2 separate regions of the Sus scrofa genome follow, and region 1 is linked to region 2. Evidence: chromatin contacts called from public HiChIP or PLAC-seq data. All regions are on one chromosome and are shown on one strand. The core of a region is the stretch at or near the end of the contact, and the rest is flanking DNA. Distances in the headings are between cores, read along the strand shown. Region 1 overlaps MAN1C1 (mannosyl-oligosaccharide 1,2-alpha-mannosidase IC). Region 2 holds the start of MAN1C1 (mannosyl-oligosaccharide 1,2-alpha-mannosidase IC).

What was found. HiChIP or PLAC-seq counts read pairs in DNA pulled down with a chosen protein or histone mark.
Region 1: a contact with region 2 is called in an H3K27ac HiChIP or PLAC-seq map of skeletal muscle, with 4 times the contacts expected there. The contact joins the enhancer-like site here to the promoter of MAN1C1 in region 2. A contact is called at or near these places in 3 of 5 promoter capture datasets (liver and skeletal muscle), 19 of 47 Hi-C or Micro-C datasets (adipose tissue, alveolar macrophages, blood and 11 more) and 1 of 2 datasets of contacts at active chromatin or transcription factors (skeletal muscle).

What each region holds. Positions count from the first base shown.
Region 1 is chr6:83,188,529-83,193,757 of Sscrofa11.1, forward strand. The region is part of intron 2 of MAN1C1 (mannosyl-oligosaccharide 1,2-alpha-mannosidase IC); the gene reads left to right. Among named protein-coding and RNA genes, the nearest start is that of SELENON, 56 kb to the right of the region's middle. Within about 2 kb of position 3,968, at least 23 of the 83 cell types and tissues checked have an H3K27ac peak or open chromatin away from gene starts, as enhancers often do. A contact at or near this core is called in adipose tissue, liver, mesenteric adipose tissue and 4 more, where this site is marked.
Region 2 is chr6:83,087,795-83,093,416 of Sscrofa11.1, forward strand. It overlaps MAN1C1 (mannosyl-oligosaccharide 1,2-alpha-mannosidase IC), which reads left to right and starts at 2,148. Exons shown (of 12, transcript XM_021095595.1): 1 at 2,148-3,714. The coding sequence starts at 3,193.

The DNA of each region.
Region 1 (5,229 bases), core at 2,718-5,217, 100 kb after region 2:
AAGAGGTCCTCTTGTGGGAAGGGCTGTCCTATGGCAATCTTTGGAAACTGGGACCTGCCACACATCCACACTAGTTTCTTTGGAAGCTGAGAAAAACATTGGTTTTTTTTTTGGTTTTTTTTTTTTTTTTTACAGATTAAGAAAACTCTCTATGGATTATATCATCAAATTAAATGCAACCATTAGTATATGGGCTCTGGGGATATTGCGGTAATAGGCTACGCCTTGGGTGATTTTTTTTCTGTCTAAATGTTCTTCCCGGAGCTTATGTTGCCCAGCCTGACCCATTTCTCTTTGCTAATATAATGTCACATAAAAACCTCATCATCATTAATATGGTAGAGTCAGGAGAGGGGCTACAAAACCACAGTCCAGCAGGGCAAGGTAGTTCCTGGCCAGGCAGCCCCCAGGGGAGGGGGTTATGGGCACCCCGGGGCCATTCCCTTGTAGAGACTGACTCGTGTGACAAATAGTTTTGTACAGGGTGATGGTGTGGACACACTCAGCCACCCTGGCTGATCTCACCACAGTCTGCCAGGAGGGTCTCTGCTGTCTATTGGCACCAGCCCCTAGAGCAGACAGTTAAGCTGCCCTGGACCGCGGTCCCCACAGATGCCCATGCTGTAGGCTCAGTCTGTTCTACCGACGCATTTACCTATAATCCTTTGGGTGCCAGACTGTAGCCGGGCACTGAGAGATATGAATGAGCCACAGCAGAAGCTCTCCCTGCCCAGAGGGAGGGGCCCTTTATTCCCAAATACTTAGTGGGCACCTGTGATGGGCAGGAGCGTGTTCTAGGCAGTGGAGGATGCAGTGCACAAAACAGAGCTTTCCCCTCCGGGAGTTTACACACACACCATCAGGGAGGACAGTGATGGGGGCAGCTCACTAGTGTGACGTTGCTAGGATAAAGGTGCCAAGGGAAAGGGAAGAATGACGGGGGTGCTATTTCAGCAGAACAGGCACAGGTGCCGAGTCAAGACTCTGAAGGCTTGGAGGGTTCCAGGAGCAGGGAGCAACTGCAGTGGAGGGAGAGGCCAGGCAGCGAAAGGAAGCCAGGGCCAGATCACAGCCTCCAGGTCACGGGGGAGCTCTGGGAAGGGTTTGAGCAGAAGAGCTGTGTGACAGGACCTGCATTTATGAAAGCGGTAGCCCGGAGGAGGTGAGGAGTGGGCGGAGGCTGGAACGCTTGTAAAGATAGAGCCACCAGCATTTGCTTTGGGACCAGAGGTGGGGGCGAGAGATGGGCAGAGTCAAGGGCTCAGGGCCACAGCTTTTGGGAGAAGGGAGTTGACATTCACTGAGGGGGGAAGACTGTGGGAGGAACAGGTTTGGTGGGAGGAGCAGGAGATGCTTTCAGACATATCCTGCTGAGCTAAAGTTAAAGGTGAGATATCTATGGATTTCCAAGTGGAAATGTGCTAGAGAGCCTGGGCTTTGAGGTCAAGGTCTTGGCCGGAAATATAAATCTGGGCATCATCGGCAGGTGATGGCATTTAAGCTGTGAGACAAGATTGAATCACCAAGGGACGGAAGGAAAGCAGAGAAGAGGCCCAAGGACAGAGCCCCAGGGACCCCAGGCTTTCGGGGCCTGGATGGGAGAAAGGACCAGCAAAAAGGACTGGGAAGAAGCTGGCACTGGGAAGATGAAGAGTGGCATCCTGAACGCCAAGACCCAGCACAGAGCGAGCATGATGCCAGGGAGTTAGGACAGGCTCCAGAGATGGGCCAGCGTGGTCTCCAGGCCTGCTGCCTCCCCCTCTCACTCAGCAGCTGGCTCTTGAGCATGGAGACCAATCTGCTGCAGGCTGAGCCCCTGCTATTACGAGGACAGGGACAGTAAATGGATGCCTCCTTTATAGTGTGATGAGGACAGGAGCACTTCTCTTGGGGATGAGGGTGCACAGGGTAGGGGCACAGAGGGTGGGCCCTGAGGGCTGGGGAAGACTTCTCAGGGAGGGAGAGACTCCATGCAGACCTCAAGCAGAGGACCACAATGGCTTCCTGGACCAGGAGGCGCTGGGGTGGGCTCTAGCCCGCACGGGAGAAGGTGGCATGGGGAAGGCGATCCTAGCAGACTTTGTAGCAGTCACTGAAGTCGAGGCATCTGCTGAGGTTGCAGGGAATGGCGAGTGGCCCGTTGGGGTTGAGGGCTCTGGCCCTTGTGGTTGCTTGGAGGTAAGGCAGGGAAGGGGTGCAAGAGAGGTGGTGGGAACCTTTGACCTCAAGGAGCTCACTGTCTAGTTAGGGGGCGAGACAGCTCCACAGTGCAGAGTGGGAATGGAGAACACTGAGCGGGACGCCTGAGAAAGTGCTTTGGGAGCTCTCTGGGCAGGAGGTTGGCTGGCTGCAATCAGGGAAGGCTGCCGGGAGGAGGCCTTGAAGAAGGTATAGGTTTTGTCTATGCCCGGATGCACAAAGAAGTCTTGTTGGCAAGACCATATGTGCAGGGGTAGGGAGGCTGGAGCGTGCAGCCTGTGTCCAGGAAGCAGAGCTTGTTGGGAGGTGATATTAGCCAGATCCTTTGAAGCCCAAAAGGCTTGACCACTACCGTGTACTTAGTGCATGGGTATTGAGAAGCCATTGCAGGTTCCTGAGCCGGGGAGGGGCACAGTGGATCTGGTTTTAGGAAGACAGGTCAGGGACAGTGTACAGGGTGAATTGGAGTGGAAGGGAGGGGTCCTGGAAGTAGGTAGACCCTTTCAGAGGCAGGGGCACATTCAAGTCAGGGGTACAAAGGCTCAGCAGCAGATGCAGGTGGGACCCATATGACGCTTTTCCCTTAATTTCGGCCAAGGCTTTTGCAAGCTGCGCCTCATGCCCACACTGCCCTACAGGGTGGGGAAAAGCCATACTGCAGGAGCATCACAAAGTCTCAGCGACCCCAGAAGCCGTTGTGGAAGGGCTGCCCAGGACCAGCTTCTGTTTATGGGGGCAAGCTCACATGTACCCAACGTTGTGCTACCTCCTTTCCATCCACTGCCCCATTTATCCCTCCCAGCAGCCTTACGAGGTGGGTCCTACTATAATTTCCATTTTGCAGATGAGAAAAATGGGGCTCAGTGAGGTATAGTGACTTGCGCTTGTACACAGCTTATGCATAATTGAGCCAGGATTTGAATCAGCATCTCCCTGGCCAGGCCAGTGTTTCAAGGGGAGCTAAGGACCCCCAGAGATAAGAACAATGAATTGATTTGTCAAGCACTTACTCTGTGCCAGGCATGTGTAGATGTCTTTATCAGATGTATTATATGATACCGTTACCCACCAGCTCAGGAACCCTCAGTGGCTCCCTAGTACCCCAGCCCAGTGGTCTTCACCTCATTTTACAGGTGAGAACTTTAACACTGACAACAAATGTGTTGCTGGCCCAAGTCCGGATTTGAACCCAAAGATGTGTTCTTTTAACAGATCTCACTGCCTCCTGCCTGTCAGGAAGGGGAGGGAGCGGGGGTCCTTTGTGCACAGCGAGGGTTCCAGACCCAGGAACCAAAGCTTCCAGGCGGGCTGCCTGACTGTCCGTGCCCGTTGGGGGTCTGTTTACTGAATGGGCAAGTGTCTTTTTCCCCCGGGGAGCTCCCCAGGCCGCTGCAGGTGCAGATAGAGTTGAATCCAGGATAGGGCCTTCTCTCCTGCCCAGCCTGGCCGCCAGGTAACCCCTGGCCTGAAAGAAAAAGCGTTCCAATAAGTGACTTCCTGGCCTGCAGCCTAGCCGTGTTGGGGAGGGGGCGGGGGCGGGGAGGAGAGGAGGCCTCAGGAACCCAAGAGCAGGGGCAGAACTTGCCAACAGATCTCTTAGCGAGCTGCCTCGGGAGTGTTTAGGAAGGATAGCTGGTCATGAGGTGCCCTGGCTGCCCTCCCGGCCCAGCTGAGGCCGTGGGGACTCTGGGCTCAGGGTCGGCCCAGGGGACAGAGGGCCCGTGGGGTGAAAACACCAGGCAGCCTGGGGCAGGATTCAGAAATCAGATACTCCGGGCCTCCCCTCCCTTGGCCTTGAAGGACACACAGCCTGGGCTCCTCTTCACTGGTCAGAGCAGCCTCCTGCCCCTGCGGGGGAGGGGTTAGCAAGCAGAGCTGAAATTGTCTTCACGGGGAATTGAAGGCCCCTTTCCTTGTGGAAAACACACCACACTGGGCCCTGGCTGGGGCTCCACGCCTCCCTCAGTCTTATCTGGGGCGGGACCTCCCTGGGGTCCTCATCTATGAAATTTAGGGGTAAGGGAGTGGGATCTCAGAAACCCCTCCAGGCCTTTAAGAAGTCAGGTTTGAGGCCCCGTGGTTAACAGGAAGAGGGCCTGGCTTCAGAGCCAGGAGTATGGACACCAGGACTCTCTCAGCCTCTGTCCACATGTGGCCCATCAATGCCCCAAGGCCTGGGCACCTCAGGCGGGTAAGGAGTTCCCTTGAACTGTGTTCAGCCTTGGACACCTACAGGGGAGGCAGCCAGGATAAACCAGGAAAAGATCAACTTTGTTTGGCTTTGAGTACGTTTGCCTACTAATCCCTAAGTGTAGGAAGGATTGACACTCTGGAAATTCACTTCAACCCAAGTGCCAAAGCCATCCCAGGACACGTGCCTCTGGATTGCAAAGCGTCCGCGTGCCCCCACCCTTCCCTCCCTCCACTCTTCCTGGCAAACCCTCCCTTCTGGAAATGGGTCTTTAACCTCCAACTTCTCCTGGATCTCCCTCCCATCCTTTTCCGGGCCATGCCTTTTTTTAATTTATTAGACCTTGCCCAGTCTAGAGAGGCGGTTAAGTGTTTGGGTTTCACAAGGATTCTCTGCCTGCAAAGTCAACACGAGTGAGCAGCTAGGGAAGCACTAATTAAGGAGATTAAATGTGAACTCTGAATGCGGGAGAGGGGGGCCACAAAGCCGTGCTTCAGACTCAAGTGGGGCCCGCGGCGCCTGTCAGCAAGCTCTTGTGTTCACTGGGGGAAGTTGGAGCCCCTGTGTCTCAATGCTTTGAGCCTATGCAAGGAGGACACTGAAGAAACAATTGCTCCTCTTAAGCTACCCTCTAGTCCCTAAAAGAAATTGCTGCTGCCTGCAATGACTGTACTCAGAAGGAGTTGATTGGAGGCTGCCATCTCTTCGGAAGCCCTCCAGATGGCACCAAGCAAGCTCCTCCCCCGCCCCGTCACCGTCCTCTACCAGCCAGGCCCTGGCTGTCCCTCATGGGAATGTCGTCTTCGTCACTCTGCTATCCAGTCTGTGATGTGGAAAAC
Region 2 (5,622 bases), core at 898-3,397:
GGTTATGGTATCACCAACCAGTATAATCATCAACACGGCATCGGGTTGAAATGGAGTTGTCCTTTCTGGGCTCTGGCTTTTGTAGCCTGAGTCTGTGGATTCCTGCTGTAGCCTCATTTTCTATCCCGGCTCACCAGTGTCCCAGACAGGTCTAGATGTGACAATGACAGTAAGGAACGAGTCCCAACAGACACAGCCTTCTGAGCCTCAGCCTCACCCTCCTCCCCTTCTCCTGGGTCCTCCCTTCTCGGGGGACTTTAAACAGTGATTCTCCTACACTCTCAATGTAGAGCTATGTGGGGTGCTGCCTGGTTCTCCAAAGACAAGGCTCCCCCTTCCTAACGTGGGTCCTGGGAGGGAGATGCTTGTGTGTTGGAGATTGGAAGGAGCCTAGCCAGCATCCCGGTGGGTCACATGCTTGTCTCTGATGTTCACAGCTGGTTCCAGGGAATTGACTCCTGCCAGTCAAACTCATGAGAGACTGAAACATCTGAATCAGAATTGACATTTAAGTTGGGTGTACTTGTGGGGTTGGGAGTGACCAAAATATTTGCACCTGTTACCCAGAGCAATCTTTTGTTTTCAATTGAAAGAGATTTGCACACTCAGGATGTTTGAATATCAGGGGAGGGTCTGCTGTCAGTGGCCTGGCCAGAGGTAGAAGGATGTCTGAGTCCCAGTGGCCCATCATGTAAAAGGCCTCAGGGAAGAAGCAAGATTTATGAGGTGAGAGCCTGCCTGGGCTACTTCTTCTGTAGCAAAGGCCTCCCTGCAGTATTTTCTGTCTCATCAACACTGCATTTCATTTTAAATTACAGCTGAAAGCAGATATTTTCCCTCTTGCCTATTACACCTCTTAATTTGTCTCTCCCTCTGCTATTTGTCTCTATAAAGTGTCTTGCATGAAAGACCCACACAACACAATGTTTCTCTGCCTTGGGTTTGGTTTAACAGAAAGGGAAGATGCAGAGAGAATTGAATCCTGGAAGGAAGGTGTGAGGGTCTTGGGGTTGAGATACACCTGTGTCTAGGAATATAAGCCTGACTGTGTGTATAAGTGCATGTTTTTGAACCTATCTATTGTGTGTCTGAGTTTGTGCATGTCAGTACTTGTACTGATATGTCTTCATGTACTTTGGAAAATCACTTGGCGTCCATACCTAAATTAAGTGTATGTTTGTGTGCAGGTACACACCCACATGCAATCTCTGAGTGCATCCATGTCTATGCACTGGAGCACACATGTGCACATAAACACACGCAGGCATCTGGGTACGCACATCACCTGATGTGTATGGTCTTCTGCGCACATGACCAAGGTTCCTTCTCCTTCCTTGCTCTGGCACCGCTGCGGTTAGCTTCTTTATCTGCCCTACCCAGGGGGCCGGCCTGGTTTGGGGCTGTGGGAAAAGGAAGGCAGAGTTGTGGTCTGCGGGAGGGGGTCTAGTGGAAACACTGCCTTAGCCCGGCCCAACCGCCGGGTTGGCTTGGCTCCAGCCAGCCCTTCCTCACAGCCTGCCACAGCAGCACCACGGCCGCCCCTGCGGAAGCTCTCGGGTTCCCTGGGCAGGCCTCCAGCTCCCCGCCAATCCCGGACTGGCACAGAGGGGTGAGTGAGATTACCAAACCACTACGAGAACCCTCCAGACCAGCTGGGGCTCGTGCCCCCTCCGGGGGACCGACAACTGTAGCGGCGAGGGCGGGGACAAGGGTGGGAGGCGGTGTCTCGGTCTCTCCCAGTCCAGAGAATGCTGGGCACTAACCAATGGGCGACTGCGGCCCAACGGGGATCCCTCCGAGGCAGCCAATGACCTCGCTCCGCTCTCCACCCCCGCCCTCGCCAACCCCGCGCAACTGGACCATTGGTGCCGGCGGGATGGGGCGGGGTGGGGGTGGGGGTAGTGTGCTCGGCGCCGGCCCTTTGAGGAAGGGGGCGTGGCTTGGAGTCCCAGCTCCTCTCCCCACCCGGGCTCAGGCCCTGCACTCCTTACTCCAGCCGCGAGGCCATTGGCCTGGCTGCGGCGCCGCGGCGGTGGTGGACCGCGGGACGCGCGCAGTGGGCGTGGCCCGAGGGCGTGGCCCGACGGGAGGCGGGGCCGAGGGTGCTGTCTCAGTGAAAGCCGGAGCTGCGGCGGCAGCGGCGGGGGCGTCCGGGCGGTGTGCGCGCCTGTGGGGCGCAGGCTCGGCAGCGGCGGCGCCGGCGGTGGCGGCGGCGGCGGCGGCGGCGGTGGAGGAGGCTCAGCCTGCGGCTGCAGCGGCCCGTCTGGAGCGGCCGCTGAGAGGAGGCCAGCTGCAGCGGGGGAGGCGCAGCCGGGACTGCGCGCTCCGCGGAGCCGGCGGGGACCGGGAACAGGTGATCCCAGCAGGAACCCGGAGCCCCACCGAGTTGGCGGGGCGGGAGCTCGCACTCCCGGGCGCAGCTGCAGCCGCCCCGCCGCGGCTGGTCGCGGACGGTGCCGGGCACCGGACCAGGGCTCGGGCATCCCTCTGCTCCTGGGGACCCGGGAAGCCCCTACCCCTGCAGGCTCCGAAGTGTCTGCTCCCGCTCGCCGGCGCCCGCTCCGCGGCGGAGCAAAGTTGTGGACGCGTCCCCTTAGCCGAGCCCCGGCACTGCCGCGACCCGGCTGGGCCGGCGCGCTCTCTGAGCGCCACTGACACTCCAGCCCCGCTGCCGCTTCGCCCCCAGAAGGTGGCCCCTTCTGGAAACTGCTTCTGAGGCTAAAACTTTGGGCCGAGGGGTTGAGGGCGGCTCGGCGCGGGGACGAGGCCTGCGGGCTCCCCTCCGCGCCAACAGCGTGGGCGCCGTGGACGGCATGTGACGGCCCCGGCGGCGGCCGCAGCGCGGGAAGGCGCGGGCCCCGGGAGCTCCGGCCGCTGCGAGGAGGGGCTGAGCGGCGGCCGGAGAAAGGGCTGCGGCAGGCGGCCGACCCTTGCGGGCCCGGGCCCCGCCGCCTCGCTCGCCCGGGCCCCGCCGAGGTCGCTGCGCCCCCACCCCGGCGCGGGAGGACGCGCCCCAAACTCCCTGAACTTCAGGAGCCGTCCCCGAGAGGCGAAGCTCTCAGGGACACCCACCCCGAGAGACGCTCCTCGACGACCTACTCTCCCCGAGCCCCCAGCTGACAAGTGCCTGGACTCCAAGGGCCTCAGGGGCCTGGCTGGAGCTGACTGTCCCTAGCCCTGTGCCCGGCCACGATGCTCATGAGGAAAGTGCCCGGCTTCGTCCCGGCCTCCTCGTGGGGGCTGCGGCTGCCGCAGAAGTTCCTCTTCCTTCTCTTCCTCTCCGGCCTCATCACCCTGTGCTTCGGGGCCCTCTTCCTGCTGCCCAACTCTTCTCGCCTCAAGCGCCTCTTCCTGGCCCCCCGGACCCAGCAGCCCGGCATGGAGGCAGTGGCCCAAGTCGCCGGCCACTCTCTGGCCCGCGAGCCGGAGTCACCTCCCAACCCGGCCCCCGCGGCTCCAGCACCAGGCAAGGACGATCCCAGCAGCCAAGCCAGTCCCCGCAGTCGGAAAGGATGGCCAAGGCGCACCCGCCTCGTTGAGTTACGGGAGGAGGTTGCCGCGGCCCCCCTCAGACCCCAGGAGGGGAGCATCCAGTCTAGCTTTGACTTCAACGCCTTCAGGAGCCGCCTCCGCCACCCGGTCCTGGGGACTGGGGCCAACAAGAGTAAGGAGCCCCAGAGCCTAGTTCAAACCCAACGGGAGAAAATCAAGGAGGTAAGGACTGTCTTTCCCTCATGAAAGAAAAGACCCACTGTGCTTCCATCCATTTGCCCTGGGCCCCAGTCACTCCCCTGCACGCTGGTCTACTCTAGGCCCTCTAGGCACACTCTGCACCCTCCTCTCTCCTCCAAAACTTCCTACCTTCACTCCTTCCTGCACACTTTTCCACCACTGGGTTCAGTTAATCATCCCCACGCCTAGCAGGTGGTAGCTGAACCACTGGACCAACTTTGCCCCATCTGCAGACTCTGGTCTTTCTAGTCCAGTCCTCAGTCCAGGTGGGCTCTGCTCCCTCTCTTTGTAGGGTTGCCGATAAGATTTTGATGGAGTTGCTAGTAAGGTTCATTAATGGACAACCTTTCTCCTTGAAGGGACCAAGGCCACGTTCTTTCTTAATGTGTGTCCTTCAGTCACGACTTCTCCCAAACTCCTGTAGAATCTACTACCTGGAAATCAAGGATTTGGGGGGTATTTGGTGTCTTGCAAGTATTTTGTAATCAAGCCAGCAACCTACAAACCAGAGAATGTTGTGCATTCTTGCTAACTGTTTCTATTGAGCTTTGGAACAATTGTACATAATCGCATGTGATGCAGGGAGCAGTGATCAATAAGGCAGTGGTAATGTTATAGAAGCTCTGAGGTTATTGCCTTAATGAAGCAGGTCTTGGACTTGTGCCCTGCAGGGATTTTACCAGAGAGAGGTTAGAAGGATCACTTTAAGTCTGAATCTTAGTATTAGTTCAAGAAACCAAAAGCAAATTCGCCTCACCATGGCTTGAAGACTGTTGCCAAGCCACCACTGATAACTAAATGTTCTACTCAACCACTGTTGGAGCTGCCTGCTGTTGGAACCTCCTGCATGAGGATTTTGCCCAGCATTGCAGAGGGGGCTGCAGTGACACCCCCGGGCCACGAGGGGGCTGTGGGCAAGCAGTGGGCCAGGGTCTCCTTCCTAGAAATAAGAGGATGCTCCCCCATGCCCGTGGGCCCAGAAGGAAAGGACTGCTTCTGTCTGGAGTTCTTGGTTTGCTGCAAAGCAGTAAGCAAGTCTGCTCTGATTTCCGGAAGGGGCAGGCAGCAAGGGTCAGGACCTGCCCTGCCAGGACTTACTGAGAGCCAGTGGAGAGCTTAGCTGTCCCCCCTCTCCCTCTCCAGTCTGTCCTCTCTCCCAACACCCACTTCTCCCCTACTCATCTCCGCTCCTGTTACTCAGCCTTCCATGCTAAGCCTTGTGGAGACTCTATCTCAACTAGCAATCACTGGACGTTTTGTGATGTCAAGATAGAAAACCACAAAGATGAGTCCTTATTTTGTATGTATGCACAATCGCAGTTTCTAAATTTCTGTTGAAATCCCACAGTTAACCTCTGAAACTTGCAAGGCTGAGGAAGGGCCATTATTTCTCCTTTGTTGGTTAAGGAGCTGTCTTGTTGAACACTCACCTGAACCACCCCAGCTCCCTTTCCCAAAGCTGCCTCTGAGCACATTAACCCTATTATACCTGCTTGGAGAGCAATAACGCCCAGTGATATTGCATATAAAATGCGCATGTGCAGTTTTTCATGGAGCATAGCGCTGCCGTCAGGTTTTCAAAAGGATCCCCCAAAGGATTAAGAATTAACTCGTCCTTTTCAGAAGAGGTGCTTTCTGCATTTGCATCTAGATATGTGACCCATTTCTGAAAGCCTGTGGTCGGAAGCTGTGGTAGGAAGGGCTGGCTGGCTAATGGGGAACCAGGCTCTGCCTCTCAAAAAGAGAGAACCTCTCTTATGGGCTTAGGTTTCTGGCAGTGATGTGCGACAGTGGCTAGGGGTGGAGGGAGATGTGGAGACTGCCTTGCAGGTGGGTGCAAGCTAACACAATGGGTGGTCTGTGTTGGTTGCCGGAAGTCTTGATCTTTCT